Linked DNA regions of Mus musculus: all the other regions are linked to region 5. The links are chromatin contacts, called in public HiChIP or PLAC-seq maps. All regions are on one chromosome and are shown on one strand. Each heading gives the region's core, a stretch centred on a gene start, on an enhancer-like site or on the middle of the called end of the contact. The rest is flanking DNA. Distances are from core to core; before and after follow the strand shown. Region 1 has its middle 15 kb from the start of Gm36639. Region 2 overlaps Gm36505 (a long non-coding RNA gene). Region 3 has its middle 28 kb from the start of 4933427D06Rik. Region 4 has its middle 16 kb from the start of Gm36409. Region 5 overlaps Plxna1 (plexin A1).

What was found. HiChIP or PLAC-seq counts read pairs in DNA pulled down with a chosen protein or histone mark.
Region 1: an HNF4G HiChIP or PLAC-seq map of pancreatic cancer cells shows a contact between it and region 5. The contact joins two enhancer-like sites. A contact is called at or near these places in 1 of 484 Hi-C or Micro-C datasets (bone marrow-derived macrophages), 9 of 115 datasets of contacts at active chromatin or transcription factors (bone marrow-derived macrophages, embryonic basal ganglia, embryonic forebrain and 6 more) and 2 of 9 other capture datasets (adipose tissue and embryonic stem cells).
Region 2: an HNF4G HiChIP or PLAC-seq map of pancreatic cancer cells shows a contact between it and region 5. The contact joins two enhancer-like sites. A contact is called at or near these places in 1 of 39 promoter capture datasets (cancer-associated fibroblasts), 3 of 15 datasets of contacts at CTCF or cohesin (the NIH/3T3 cell line, large pre-B cells and pro-B cells), 42 of 484 Hi-C or Micro-C datasets (the AML12 cell line, the C2C12 cell line, the MC3T3-E1 cell line and 27 more), 19 of 115 datasets of contacts at active chromatin or transcription factors (SST interneurons, VIP interneurons, bone marrow-derived macrophages and 14 more) and 4 of 9 other capture datasets (adipose tissue, embryonic stem cells, liver and 1 more).
Region 3: a contact with region 5 is called in a FOXA1 HiChIP or PLAC-seq map of pancreatic cancer cells. The contact joins two enhancer-like sites. A contact is called at or near these places in 2 of 15 datasets of contacts at CTCF or cohesin (the NIH/3T3 cell line and large pre-B cells), 3 of 484 Hi-C or Micro-C datasets (bone marrow-derived macrophages and cortical neurons), 7 of 115 datasets of contacts at active chromatin or transcription factors (the NIH/3T3 cell line, embryonic forebrain, embryonic hindbrain and 4 more) and 2 of 9 other capture datasets (adipose tissue and liver).
Region 4: a contact with region 5 is called in a FOXA1 HiChIP or PLAC-seq map of pancreatic cancer cells. The contact joins two enhancer-like sites. A contact is called at or near these places in 1 of 15 datasets of contacts at CTCF or cohesin (the NIH/3T3 cell line), 3 of 484 Hi-C or Micro-C datasets (bone marrow-derived macrophages, embryonic fibroblasts and muscle stem cells), 16 of 115 datasets of contacts at active chromatin or transcription factors (the NIH/3T3 cell line, PVALB interneurons, bone marrow-derived macrophages and 13 more) and 1 of 9 other capture datasets (adipose tissue).

What each region holds. Positions count from the first base shown.
Region 1 is chr6:89,007,751-89,010,506 of GRCm38.p6, forward strand. No RefSeq gene overlaps it. Among named protein-coding and RNA genes, the nearest start is that of Gm36639, 15 kb to the right of the region's middle. Within about 2 kb of position 1,266, at least 136 of the 459 cell types and tissues checked have an H3K27ac peak or open chromatin away from gene starts, as enhancers often do. A contact at or near this core is called in adipose tissue, embryonic stem cells, neural tube and 1 more, where this site is marked.
Region 2 is chr6:88,983,651-88,986,350 of GRCm38.p6, forward strand. The region is part of intron 1 of Gm36505 (a long non-coding RNA gene); the gene reads left to right. Among named protein-coding and RNA genes, the nearest start is that of Gm36505, 6.3 kb to the left of the region's middle. Within about 2 kb of position 1,386, at least 22 of the 459 cell types and tissues checked have an H3K27ac peak or open chromatin away from gene starts, as enhancers often do. A contact at or near this core is called in the C2C12 cell line, the NIH/3T3 cell line and pancreatic cancer cells, where this site is marked.
Region 3 is chr6:89,067,150-89,070,038 of GRCm38.p6, forward strand. No RefSeq gene overlaps it. Among named protein-coding and RNA genes, the nearest start is that of 4933427D06Rik, 28 kb to the right of the region's middle. Within about 2 kb of position 1,317, at least 15 of the 459 cell types and tissues checked have an H3K27ac peak or open chromatin away from gene starts, as enhancers often do. A contact at or near this core is called in pancreatic cancer cells, where this site is marked.
Region 4 is chr6:88,956,435-88,959,278 of GRCm38.p6, forward strand. No RefSeq gene overlaps it. Among named protein-coding and RNA genes, the nearest start is that of Gm36409, 16 kb to the right of the region's middle. Within about 2 kb of position 1,582, at least 31 of the 459 cell types and tissues checked have an H3K27ac peak or open chromatin away from gene starts, as enhancers often do. A contact at or near this core is called in pancreatic cancer cells, where this site is marked.
Region 5 is chr6:89,343,735-89,346,434 of GRCm38.p6, forward strand. Plxna1 (plexin A1) reads right to left here. Exons shown (of 32, transcript NM_008881.2): 4 at 235-375. Among named protein-coding and RNA genes, the nearest start is that of Gm40415, 16 kb to the right of the region's middle. Within about 2 kb of position 1,432, at least 207 of the 459 cell types and tissues checked have an H3K27ac peak or open chromatin away from gene starts, as enhancers often do. A contact at or near this core is called in the C2C12 cell line, the NIH/3T3 cell line, adipose tissue and 3 more, where this site is marked.

The DNA.
Region 1 (2,756 bases), core at 16-2,515, 340 kb before region 5:
TAGGAGCCTCTGAGTCCCTCTTCTGATGGTCTAGATCCTTATAGTAGAGACAGAGAAGATGGGGATTAGAAACCAGGAAATGGCTAATTCATTCATTCATTCATTCGTCCCTGTGCTTGTCCTGTTTGAAGCATGAAGACCACAACAGTGATCAGGCAATCCCTAAGGCCTCAGTGGTGGTTTGGGAAGGAGTCACAGTAGCAACGAATGACCAGTTCAAAGGTCCTGGGGCAGGAGCAAGCCGGCCATCGCAGGGAGCAGTTCAGAGGCCAGGATAGCTAGAATGATATGGTTGGTGGAACAAATGAAGTCAGAGCCGGGCAGGCACCGCGACCACTCAAGAGCTCTCTCTCAGTGAAGATTACAGACAAGATCTGATGTGCTCTTTAGAAGATTTTTCCCCCCAAGGCACAGGCATGAGAAGAAGAGGTTCAAGGTCAGAGTAGGGTCTAAGGTCACTCACTGTCTGGAGGTGGGAATGGAACCAGGGTGTGGCAGTGGAGGGATCTTACACTGACACATATCAGTGTGAGTCCGGCAGGATTGGCTTGTAGTTCTCTGTGGCAGAGCTGGAGAAGTGCAGGGTGGTACCCAAAGCACCTCTGCAGGTTCCTTGGGTGAGCACCAAGGCTCTGGATTTCTGTGGGGAAATAAGAAAGAAATCCTGAGGATTTCTTCTGTGGGGCTGGGCAGAGATTCAATCCTGGTGGGCACAGGGTGGAGGGTGAAAGAGCAGCCCGGACAGAGTAAGGCTCAGGGGGTGTGACTGGGACTTGGGTCTGGTCCTGCACCTGCTCTGACCACCGTATCTTTCAACCCCCTACTCTACTCTTTGCGAGCACAGTTTGTCTGCTATTAACTGGCTAGGCCCCCCAGTCACTAGCCTCGGCTGAGACTCTGCCCTGGCTCCCCGCCTCCCTGCTGTGGCAGCCTCTGGGATTCACAATTTCAGCCTGACACCATAGTAACCACTTAGTGCGGTTCAAGATTCCAGTGTCATCCCTGGTCGCGCTTGAATAGGATGAGGCAGGGTGGGGGAGGGGAGGGCCCTGCAGAACCGCAATTATTTCTCAGTTGCCAAGGAAAATGTAAACAGAAGGTCAGCCTTGGCGGAGACTCTGTTTTATTTTTCCCTTTGTAGGATGGGTTGATTTGGGGAGATTAAATTGTGTGTTATTTTTCTTCCTGGGCTTCCCATCCTCCCGTCGGCCCGTTGACAGAGGCAATACAGCTGCAGAGACTGGGACTGAGACTGCACCGCAGCTGCCGCTCCAGCCTGCCCGGAAGCTGGAGAAGCCCCGCCCAGCTGTCCCCACCCACCAGAGTGCAGCCCCGGAGCCTGACCTGGGATTTTAGCCTGAAGTCAGGGCGAATAGTGTGGGTGTGAACCCTCGGCTCAGCAGAGGAACCAGCCGAACTACAGGAAGCTAGAAGAATGACCTGACAACTCACAGAACAAGGGAAAACAAGGAATTGTGCTGATTTAAGTTGCTAAAGCCAGGCAAGGTGGCTCATGCCTTCATCCCAGCACTTGGGAGGCAGAGGCAGGCAACCTCTGTGAGTTTGAGGCTAGCTTGGTTTACAAAGCTAGTTTCAGGCAGCCAGGGCTGTTACCCAGAGAAGCCCTGTCTCAAAAGAACAAACAAACAAACAAACAAAAGTTGCTGAGACTCGGGCTAGTTCCTTAGGTGGCGAAAGTTCCCTGATACATCCTACTGTTCTCTCTGACCAGGAGGGTTTCTTTTGCAGGAGAGGGAGTCATTGTCCCCGGTTTCTCACGCTCTGGATGGCGACTAGGCCTCCCTCGGGAGGCAGTGGGGGCTCTGTTGCCTCGAGGAAGTCCTCCCTCGCCTTCACTGTAGACCGTATGCATACCAGATTGGAGTTGTCTTTAGTTGTGTGCGTGGGACTTCTACTTTGAACTCTTCCAGAGAAGGGTCCTGCCATGTTTGAGGTCCCAGCCCTGGTGTCAGTCTTAATTTCAGTTGCTGCATCGGGGACCTGGGAGAGATGCTTTCAGATAGACTTGGCTGTTGCCTCTGGTCTCGGGTTATCATCTGGCCTGGAGGCTGGACCCTGTGAGGAACCAGCTTTACACTTGGCTCAGGAGCACCAGAATCCATCAGGACTGAAAAATACTGCCTGCCATCTACCTTCACCAAGCCTTGAGCTGACCTTATTAGACAGCCGCAAGAGGGAGAGGGAAAAGGAGAGGAGGAGGAAGCTGCCAACAAGGTTTCTGGCATCAGGGGGCCAGTTTCTTCAGCAGCTCCTGAGTGCTTCTTCCTACATCTTTCCTGGATATGGGAATCACAATGGAACCAGATGTGAGCTGGAGGGTCCTGATGCCAGTTAGCTCTGCACGGCCAGAGCCCTTTAACCATGGCTTTAGGAAGCCTGTTTACTGTGGAGACCCAAAATTAACTTTGTGCTGCAGGGTTAGGCAGATCTAGCAGCCTCCTGGCTCAGCAGCAGGGAGAACTCTGGTGGGGTGCTTGCTCTCTCTTCCTGACCTCTCCCACCAAGGATGTTTGCACTTTGTAACCTGGGTGCTACCCAACCTCCCTCACCCCCTGGAGGATCCAGCTCCATGCTGCCTAGAAAACCCAGCCTGGAGGCTCCACAGGCCACAGCTGGCCCTGGTGGAGTGTGCCTGCTCACTGAGCTCCAAGTCCTTCCTTCGCCTCCTCTGAGCCCCATTTTACCGAAACATGCACATGGACAATGGATTCTCTGTTTTGCTGGCACACAGGCTG
Region 2 (2,700 bases), core at 136-2,635, 360 kb before region 5:
ACAACCCTGTGTAACCCTGTGAGTGCCACAGGACCTGACACTCTCTTCTGGCCTCTGTGGCACCAGGTACACATACATACATGTAGGCGAAACACTCATACACATAACGATGAATTTAAAACCTCACCTGCTTCGTGTCTCTCCTGGTAGGTCTTCCTCTTCCGTATGGATGACCTGAGGTTTTCCATTGCAGCTTCTGGGGACAGCTTTTGACCCAGTGGGTGCTGAAGGCACCAATGACTGCAGGGAATTTAAGTACAGAGTGGAGAAAAAGAACGTTGTAGAGAGGACAGGAGACAGAGGAGTGATGTCCCTAAGACAAACCACCTGTCTTCTGCTTTTGCAGAGGAACACTAGGAAACAAGTCGAGAAGGCTTTGCCCACTAGCTCCGCATCAAACAGCTGGAAGGAGTCACTGCACAGACCTGGGCCAAGCCCCCTCTGGAGCCTGTCCTGGAGTTGGGCTGAAGTAACAGTGGCTCTCACCTGTGCCAGCAAGATGAGGATGAAGAGATCCTCCAGTCCACCCTACCCTCCGCACAGTCCAGCCCACTTCTGTCTTTCTCTAGCTTGCTTTCGACCCCTGCTCTGCATGTCCCAGATTTTGCTTTCTGCTTCACTTTGGGAGGGAAACATCTCCCAATTTCTCTCCCTCTTTCTGAATCAATAGCTTAGCTGGGCAAGGCAGAAAATGAAATTTACACTCAATGGTTTCCACGGCAACCAGGGGGTGCTGAGCTGCTTTCTCCTGCTCTTGGGGGCATGTTCTTCCTGAGAGAAAGCAGGTATCAGAAGTCTGCAGCTTGAGGTTGGGATGGAGTTTAAACAGAACTGAGACTGAGCCCCATCCTCATCCCCTCCCCACCCGCCCCCACCTTTCCCCTTGGCTCTGAGCATGAGGGATAGGTGCCCTCTGACCTCACTAGCTCGGGAAAGGAAGCTTCAGGAACCATTATCTTCAGTTGGCCAGAGTGGTGCCTTCTCTACCTCTGGGTTTAGGTGGGCACTGCACTAAGTGCTGGAAGGATTTTATTTATTTATTTTTATTTCAATTGTCAGAGGAAGGCATTATTATTGTTTTGTTTTGTTTGTTTGTTTTATTTTGTTTGTTTATTTATTTTCCAAGACAGAGTTTTTCTGTGTAGCTCTGGCTGTCCTGGAACTCACTTTGTAGATCAGGCTGGTCTTGAACTCACAGAGACAAATGCTGGGACCAAAGGCATGTGCCACTATGCCCAGCTGGGAAGCATTATTGCTAACCTGCATGCTATCCCATGGGGGAAAGCAAGTCCTGGAAATATTAACCTTGTAGCATGGCTCAGAGTCAACACCCTGCAGACAGGAGCCTGGGACTGGGACCTGTGGTCACGATGGGAGTGTAGCATTCCATGCTACAGGCAACCCAGGGATGTGCAGACTCATTTCCTGCCTCTCCAGTTCTCTGGATTAGACAAGGCTGAAAGCCCGGCTCTGCAGCCCTTTGCAGCCCGAGTACATGCCATCTGAACCACACTTCCTTAGCTGAGCACTGACTGGAGGGGTGAACAGTGTCCGCTGTGTAGGCACAAAGTCCTCAGGCACTGGGGTGCAGCCTGGTGTGCAGCAGTTCTCAGTATTGGTGGCCGTCCCACTGGCCACAGGGCTAAGAGGTGCCCAGCATGAGCCAGTCACCTGCTCACACATGCCCTGCTGTGTGTGGTGGGTGCTGTGAGAGGCACCAGCTGTGGGAGTCGAGAGGAGGTAGCTGTCAGAAAGATCTGGGCTTCAGGAGGCTTTCTGGGGAAGCTCTGGGGCAGCCAGGACAGAAGGCACTTGAGGCAAAGGCTGACAGAGGGAAGGAGTGAGTTTTGGAAGTCTGTTAGAGGAGCGTGGGGCAGGCTGAGGTTCAGGTATACTGCATGTCATCTCTGCCCACACCGTATCCACGCTCTTTCCACAGCTGAGCGGGTTTTCTGTGGTTGGCACTACCCACTAAGTGTGTGAACGGGTGCACAACCTGGTCTCAGCCCAGGAGAGGCTCACACCACTCCGGCTGTTGTGGTTGGTTGAGAATTGGGCACAGGCCTATTGGCTCTGGGTGAGTGGAATCCTTGCTTATAAGGTGGTGAGAACATGGCCAGCCTGGGCTTTGGGAAGGTTCTAGGGTAGTCGAGGAAGGAGACTTGCCGTGGGGGACAGAAGTTTGATGGATGAGTGTGGGTGGACAGGCAAGTTACCAATAGCTCGTGTCCTTTATGAGCTACCTGGAAACCTCTTTGGCAGGAGTGAGAAAACTGGGCTATCCCAAGCCTGAAGCTCGAGTGTGCCCTCCTGGGAACAAAGCTACCACAGAGAGAAAAGTGGCAAACGAGTCTTGGATGCGTTCCTAAACCCACCCTGAAGCCCAAGGATTTCCTGGCACAGTGTATCTCCTTAGTTTCACTCATGTTCGTGAGGTCTGGGATCACGTCTTTTACATTGGAAAGACCTCATTAGACCAGAGGGCAGAGAGGGTAGCAGACATCAGACCGTAGGGACCGGAATCTCAGTGAGGGGCTCTGGGTGAGTGGAATCCTTGCTTATAAGGTGGTGAGAACATGGCCAGCCTGGGCTTTGGGAAGGTCCTAGGGCAGTCGAGGAAGGAGACTTGCCATGGGGGACAGAAGTTTGATGGGTGAGTGTGGGTAGGCAGGCAAGTTACATTAGCTTCAGACCCCTGCT
Region 3 (2,889 bases), core at 67-2,566, 280 kb before region 5:
AGCATGAAACAGTGCCACTGTGCAGCTCAGGCTGGCCTCAAACTCACAGTGATCCTCCTGCCTCAGCTTCCTGAACAGTGGGATTAAAGGTGAGAGCCACCATGTCCAGCATTTAGATTATTTCTCCCCAGGGGAATAACAAAGAACTAGAGTGGGCGGGCAGCTCCTCTTTGTCACCTTTGCATGGTGGGAGTGACACCATGGAGGTCCTCATGATAGCCCATAGTGCTCCTGGAAGGAAGGGGATGGATGGATAGGTGGAAGTGTCAGCAGGCAGAGGACTGACAGACAGATGGAGACACTTATACCTACTTGCTGCCTTAGTCTCCCAGTGCTGGTCAGGCGTCTGGGGTGTGTGCTCGGCATGTTTGAAGCCTGGGGTTCTGTCTCTGGCACACGTACAAAACAAGAAAAAAAGGCAAGTAAGAAGAAACACAGTCTCTCCATGAGGCAGCCAAGGGTAAACCCTGTGCCCTCATTGGCAGATCTGCAGTAGGAGCTCAGACAAGCGTCAGACCTGGACACATGGCTTAGTGACACACTAGTGCCAGTTTCCCCCAAGCTGAAGGTAAAATCCCAAGGTAGGGGCTGGAAAGGGTTTAGCAGTTGAAAGCGCGGACAGCTTTTGTAGAGGATCAGGGTTTGGTTGCCAGCATCCATATGGCAGCTCACGGTCATCTGTAACTTCAGCTCTAAGGGATCCAATGCCCCCTTCTGGCCTCCACAGGCACTGCATACATGTGGTTGTATAAACAAACAGGCAAAACACATATACACATAAAACAATAATAACAAGATGAAAACATTCTTTTAAAACCCTGGAGATAACCCTGGTGTATCCATGTGGGTGTGGTCAGGGCTGGGACCTCACCCCCACACACGTACTGCTAATACTTGGGTATCAAACTTTCAGCATACGAGGTTAGACAGTAAGGAGACCCACAGCAAGGCTCATCAGTCAATGGGGTCTCACCTTCCCCTACCTTTTGCCAGTTATGCAATCACACGGATGTTTGGTGGTGCGCATGCTGCGGGTGTGACTACTACCATCTGCAGCTGCTCTACTTTATATAAAGGAGCTTACTGTGGGTGAACTGGCTGACAGCCCAAGGAGCAGACCCGAGATCCCCCCTGAGAAAGACAGTGACCTGTGACAGCAGCTTCAGCGGCGACCGGTGTGTCTCCAGCTTGCATTGTGCCTCAGGTTCTAACAAAGCAAAGGAAGGATGAGTACCAAAGTCCAGCTTGGTGAGTCAGTGCTGGCTGCCAGAAGCATCATTGACTCAAAGCATCTGTACTGCCAGAGACTCCTCTGGGTGACTCGCATCTCTGTCATGGAGGAGTTCCACTCACCGCATGGGTGACTCATGAAAAGCTGTCCCACTAGGGAGTCCCCAGAGAAACTTACAGGCAGTAGCACTACTCAAGAGTCCCAACCCCCACTCAACCTCCCCACTCTCTGTATAACCCACAATTCCCAACTTCCAGTCAACCTTCACACTCTCCATATAGCTCAAGTCACAACCCCAAGTCTACCTACACACTCTCTATATAACTCGAGAATTCTCTACCTGGTGAATTGTTTGGCTTTTCTATAATCTGAGAGAGAGAGAGAGAGAGAGAGAGAGAGAGAGAGAGAGAGAGAGAGAGAGGTGTGTAGCTTTATGTGGGTGATCACAGCTGCTTTGATTCAAGATGTGTGGGTCCCCCTCCTGCAGGTTGAATGTGACCATTAGTATCTTTCTAGGACCCACTTGGCCAGCCCATGGTTTTAGCTAGCCCATGGTTTTAGCTAGCCCATGGTTTTGAGGATAAATGCAAAAGAGACTTTGCTGTGCAGGATACTGCTATCTCATACACTGGTGTCTCTGACACAGTCTGTGGAGACAGGTAGACCGAACATTATTGGCCAAGGACTCAACCTGACAGCACAGCCTTGGCTGGCATAGAAACTTTGTGGCTCTCTCATAGCCACTCAGAGCCCTGGAGCAAAGTGTCCTTGAGATATACACCCTGCAAGTGTGGGGTAGAGGTAGGCTGTGGCTTATTTTTCTCATTTATCCAAGAAGCTATTTTTGCTCATTAAAACCTAGTTACTTGCTGTCTCTAGCCAGGATCCTGGAGTGCTCGCTTGGTTAATTTAAGCAAGCAGAGATTTGACGGAGTAATTTCATTGTCCTTGGGGATTGGCCGGCTGATGCCAAGCCTCACTCTTCCCGTTGGAATGGAGTTAATTTTCGCTGAAATTGCTTCTTAGCAGACAAACACATTCCCCATCATTGAAGGCTTATGTTTCTGCTGCTCTATTATTCCTTAATTTACACACCCAGGCAGTGCAGAATCCATACTCAACAGAAGAGACAGCCCCCTCCCAGTACCGCTGGGTGCAGGGCAGTGAAGGAGCACCAGGCACTCACTCTGCCCCAAGGACCCAGGTAGTGACACTAGTGCTGAGGCGGATTGTCTGACAACTCTACATACTCAAAACTTCCCCTATGCCCTGCTGGGAGCAAAATGCAGCAAGGGGGGGGGGGGCTGAGAGGGAAGAGGAGGATCAACGTGGGTGGAGGGAAGGAGAAAGAGAAGGAAGAAGTGAAGAGAAGGAGAAGGTGGGAGTAGTTGCCTGCCTCTCAAAGACTCGGTTATCTGTGGAGAAGAGGCTAAGGAATGACCCCGGTTAGCATTAACTCCTGCTTTGTCTCTGGTCTGGCTTTATGATGGGACATAAAATATAGAAAGGACTTCCTAAAAAAGGAAGACAAAGACAATTGTCTTTGGAAAGAACCTGCCACTCAAAGAACTTCTGAGTCCCCAGTGAAATTAGCAGGAGTGGGCAGGGTGGAATGGACAGGCTGGCAGGCTAGTGGGGCACAGTGTACTTCAGCGAAG
Region 4 (2,844 bases), core at 332-2,831, 390 kb before region 5:
CAACTCTGACCCTTTCTGCCATTTCTGATGGAACTGCAAACACCACCATGGAGAAGCAACCCACACCAGCATCTTTACTGTTTGCATCATTCTCAGTGCCCTGGGAGCCATACCTTAGTGAGCTTCCACTGTCTAGTGGGCTCCTTTATACCTCTAAGAATATTCAAACAACCTCGTCCTTATGCTTTTCTGTTTGAGCTCAGCAAAAGAGCTGGTTTGATCTTGTCTAGCACCGAGTGTAAGAGATGTCTTTTCAACTTGTACACATGCATGCCTTCTATAGTGGGCAGTGGGGTAAGCTTAAGAGCTCTTCTGTCTATGGAACTCACCTTCCTGTGAGAGCCAATGATTCTTTTGTCTGGAAAGTGACAGGTTTGGGTATCCCTAGGTGGGATAATCTTAGCATAAAACACTGAGGTGGAAGACAAGACCCGTTGACTGTTAGTAAGGAGGACTTGGCAGTCGTTTAGCCTCAGCAGTGAGAGAGGTCATAGAGAAGGATGTGAAAGAACATCTCCCTTGGTCTCACTTCCAGAGGAAGAGAATAGCACCAGTCATGAGATGCCTTGTGGTGAGAATGGTAGCTTAACCACCACCCCTGCCACATAAGTCACATCCAGTTGGGGGTGATATAATGACCTTTGTTACCTGTTTGAACTTTTAATGAACTTTGTTTTACCCTGTAACCCTGTGTGTTAGTTAGCTTTCTACTGCTGTGAAAAAATAACAGGGGGAATGGCTTGTTTGATTCGCACATTCAGAGGTTTCTGAGGCCCTAACATCATGGTGGAAGCACATGATGGAGCAGAACTGGTCATATCATGGTGGCCGAGAAGCTAAGAGACACAGGAAATGACTTGGCTCCCAATATGGCCTTCAAGACACACTTCCAATGCTCTGATTCTTCCCATCTACCTCCTAGAGGTTTCACTAACTCCCTATAGAAGCTGGAGACTTCTGGGGCGGGGAGGGTGTGCACTCATGAGTATAACACCTTGTCTCAGTGGCATGTGGGGGAATGCAGAGGGTCACTCCCTCAGGTGAGAATAGTGCAGTGTCACAGACACATGACCTGAGGTGGAGACAATGTGCAGATGCCTCTGAGAGAGAATGTCAGCACTAGCCCTGGAGGTCTCCGGGGACTTGAAGACATCTTCTGGGGTTTCCAGTCATATACAGTTCAACGCTGGGACCTTCTACTTTAGCTGTTCTGGCAGACACTGGTCCTGGGACTTCAAGAAACTCCTCGGGGTCTCCCTGGCAGCTGGTTGAGAAGTCTTAGTTTTGCTCGTTTTATATCAGCTGTGTCAGCCCTCTCCTCATCCCCATGAAGAAGCTGAGCCCATGCAAACCACCTTGTGAGATGTGATCAAACCCCAGGTTATTATTGCCAGTAACGCAGGCATGACAACTTAATGACAACAGACAGGTGATTAATGGGAACACAAATAGAAACAAGTCACAGTGAAATTTCTTTGTCATTTCCGTTAGCAGGTCAGATCTGGTTTTAGCACTGTATGTGGCCTGTACTTTCCCAAGATGGCCTTAATCATACCTTTTTCCCATGGGGTCCTCTGGCGCATGACCACAACACCCTTGCCTCACAGAGGTGTGGTTCAACTTCCTGATACTGTTTGAGTCAGAGGTGTCCTTCAGGCGTGTGTTTGGACACTCAGCCTTCAGCAAGTGGCCCCCCTCTACAGGCTGTAAAGCCTTTGGCAGGTGGGGCGTGGCTGGCAAAGTGGGTTGGTGGGAGAGGATGGGCCTTGAGACCTGGCTCCAGTGCTTAACTCAGTACTCTCTGCTTCCCACTTCCTGCTGTGATGCGATCCGTGACCTGCTCTGGGCACCATGAACTTTGACAAGACTTCCCCACCAGGAAGGACTGTACTGTCTCAGCCTGTGAGCCAGCAGAAACCTTCCTTCCCAGGTTGCTTCTGTCAAGTATTTTGCCACAATGATGAAGAAAACTGACCAATGCCCTCCCCTCCCTTGGATCTGGGTGTACATGGGTCTTCTTCAACATGGGCTTTGGCAACCGATGTGCTGTGGCATGTAGCCAGATGGCTGCTGCCTTCCTGTGGGGACACTCCTGCTGGGGTCTTGGAGCCACTAGAGAAGTACAGATGGGCTGTGGACAAGAGTGCTTGGTACGTCCTGTCCAGCCTTTGACCAGCCTCAGTGGATTGTGGTCTCACTCAGAGTCCATCTGAAGTTGTGCAGGAGGCTTCAAGTGGGACTGACTCAGTGGAGGGGCCAGCAAGGAATCCATGTGTAAAGCTAATGGGGCTTGTCCAATAGTACACTGAGTCTTAGTTAATGCTGTTAAGTAGCAGCAGTATCCGAAGCACAGTTGGCATTACTGTTGGACTCCACAAAAGACAGGTCTGGCGTGAACAACCATGCATACTTAGCCATGCAGTGTGCAGTGTGGGCGGTGGAGGGATGACCTGGTCTGTCCTCACTCCACCCTTACAGATGTACTCACAGGCATCACTTGCCTGAGCCTGTGTCCTCTTCTGTAAAGCGGAGATTCAAGCAGAGCTGTTATGTGAGGGTCATAGCTGGCACCAGCTGCCACAAATTGACACCTTAGATGGACTCATTCTCTCTGTTCTGTAGGCTATGCATTTGGGGTCAGGGCAGAACAGCCAGGGCTTCCTAACTTCTTGTTGTGTGTTGTGCGATTTCTTCTTTGGGCATACTTGAAGAGAGGGAGTGTGTCTCTATGAAGACACTAATTCTGTTGGATCAGATCCCCGCTCAAATTCATGACCTCATTTAACTGAAATTTATTCCTGATAGGTTTTATCTCCAAATATAGTATGAGGTGAGGATATGTTG
Region 5 (2,700 bases), core at 182-2,681:
TCTGAGGCTACATGGATAACATGGAACCCTCATAACCACACCTCTTAGCAGGCCCACTCATCTGTCTGTAGAGTGTCATGTCAGGTATTAGAGCCAACAGGACACCTCCATGGGGGAAAGCAGCCTCTTGACTCCAGGCAAGCCATTCCTCAGGTTCCTTTGACTGGGATCTCTGACTGGGGATCCCACCCCAGTCACCCTAAAAGCTCATGCCAATCAGCCAGCAGCACCCACCTGCTTCTCCGTCATAGCATAGAGGTACTGGCGGTTGGGGCTGAGGACCAGGTCACGCAGGATAGGGTTGCCCTCCTGAGCCACCACACTTTCATAAGCCAGGGCCGGCCTGCCGCTGGGGTTTGCAAGGTCCACCAGAATCTGTAGTAGCAAAGGGTGCTCAATGAGGCAGGTCCACGACACACTATCCTAGACCCACCTTACCCGATGCAAAGGGTCCAAGCCCTCTAACAAGCACCTTTCCACCAAAGAACCAGGCTGATTCAGAATGAGTCAAGGCTGACCCAGTTCACTGTCCCTGACCCAAGTCATCCCAAAGACAGAGATAGGACAAGACATACTGGACAGGTGGGTGTGCCTTGGTTCCTTTACCAATCCAGACACCAAAACTCAGTGGTAGGGTACACGTGGGCTCCAGTGCCTACCATCAAGCTGCAGGGAACCTGGCAGGCAGGAACCTCTTTCATGGGCCACCATGAGGCTTGTGAAAGAAAGCAAGTTTGAGGTAAGAGGGCAGGAGGAGACCTTGTGATCGGTATAGTCGAGGAACAAGACCAGGGGCTCACACACAGAGAGGCCAAGGCTGGCCTTGGTGTCTTGGGATGAGGGATACCCCAGCAAGAAAGTGGCAGGGAGAAGGGGACCTCATCAGCACGGAAATATAGTTCAGATCCCAAACAAGCCAGGCGCTAATTAGCCTGATCCTCTCCTGCAGCCTTGGTGCTGCAAGTATTTTTAGTTGCTTTTACCAAACAAATGTATTTAATTAACAGAGAGACCCATGGGGGCTTTCAAGATGGGACTCATGGGGCGCGTCTGCCTAGCTCAGCTGGGCCCAGGCACAGTCTCCTGGCACAGGACCTGCAGCTTGCTTCTACCCACTGTGCAGCTAAGGCACAGCTACCTCCAGCTTCTAACCCATCTGGCCTACCTCTCTACTTCTGGGTACAAGGCTGGAGTGAGCTTGGCCTCCTTTGTACCCCACAGTAAGGGGGCAGAGCAGACCTGGGGGCAGCAAGGGCAGCAAAAACCAGCACCCTGCCATAGGCTAGCTCTGTCAGGAGCTGGGCGAGGGGCCAGCCAGGGTGGGGCCTGTGTCTCTGGGCCAAGAGACTGCTAGCTGGGAGAGAGGGGGAGGGTCACATTCCTGAGAGCCTGGGCCACCCCCCACATCCGCTCAGCTGCCGCTCCACCAAGACAGGCTTAAGTCAAACCAGACCCGGAAGAGCTGGGTAAGTGGGGAGGTCCTGGGAGGCCTGAAGGGGCTGGACTAATAGTTGCCCAAACTTTATTCCTCCGGCCTCTGGACGGACAAGCAGGAACAGCTAGCTGAGACAGAAGGGGCCCACAGCAGCCCAATACCCCAGGGGCTGGCAAGGACACTAACCTTAACCTAAACCTATCTAGCCCAGCTATGCCAGAGCAGGGGAGGGAGTCAGGTCCTGGATGACTGCTAGAGCAGATCATAGCAGGCTGGCTTACACTGCTGTATTAAGTGGGGAGCATGCAGCCAGAGACAAGGCTGGACTCACACCACCTAGGCCAAAATTGGCTTAGATGTATCTGTTTTCCTACTCCTGAAATGGGAATGAATCATGCTTCCACCTCCCCCCACGGTGACAGAGACAGAAAAGCTTGCCTGAGACAGGTGCCAGGAAACAAGCCTGTTCAGTGGGCAGGGGACCGAGAACTCTAGACCAATGTCTTACAAGCCTCCAAGACCACAGCCATGACTCTACTCCCCCACACCCTAGGCTTCACCCACATCCACATCCCAGAAAGATCCCATCCTCGTCACTCCTGGGTGGTAGCCTTGCATACAGGGTGCCCTGGACAGAGACCAGGGGAGTTTCCTCCTGCCACAATGACCATGTAACCCCCAGCCCTATCTTGCCTGCCACCACCCTTCCCAGACTGGGTAGACACACTAGCTCCAGGTATGCAGGAAAAGGACAGGCCAGAGCAGAGAGCAGAGTCCATAAGGAAAGGATCACAGGCCATCCAGGCTCAGGAGGCCCTGCCCCCAGCCTGCCAGCTTAATTGACTGGGACAGGTGGTCTCAACAGCTGCAGTTGGGGGCTTGTGAGTTCAGCTGTCCATCCACCTGCCCAGCAATGGTCCACATGCACAACCAGGTCCTAGGGACACAGCCCAGTAGAGGCTAACTCCAGGGAGGGACCACTGGCAGAGCGTGGATACCATTCCTCAGCTAGGGGAATTGTGGGCATCAGGGAGGTTATAGACATGAGTGTGTTGCAGTACTCTGCATTGAGCCAAGCCATGCTCAGGCCTGACAGGACCTTTGTGCACATCAGTGTCACAGTGTCTCTGGGTACATATGTGATGATGGAGTTTATGTTTTGAATATGAAATGCCTGCCATAGGCTCATGTGTTTAAATACTTCATTCCCAGCTGCTGCCACTGTAGAGAGAGGTTGCAGAATCTTTCAGATGTGGGAGTCTCGT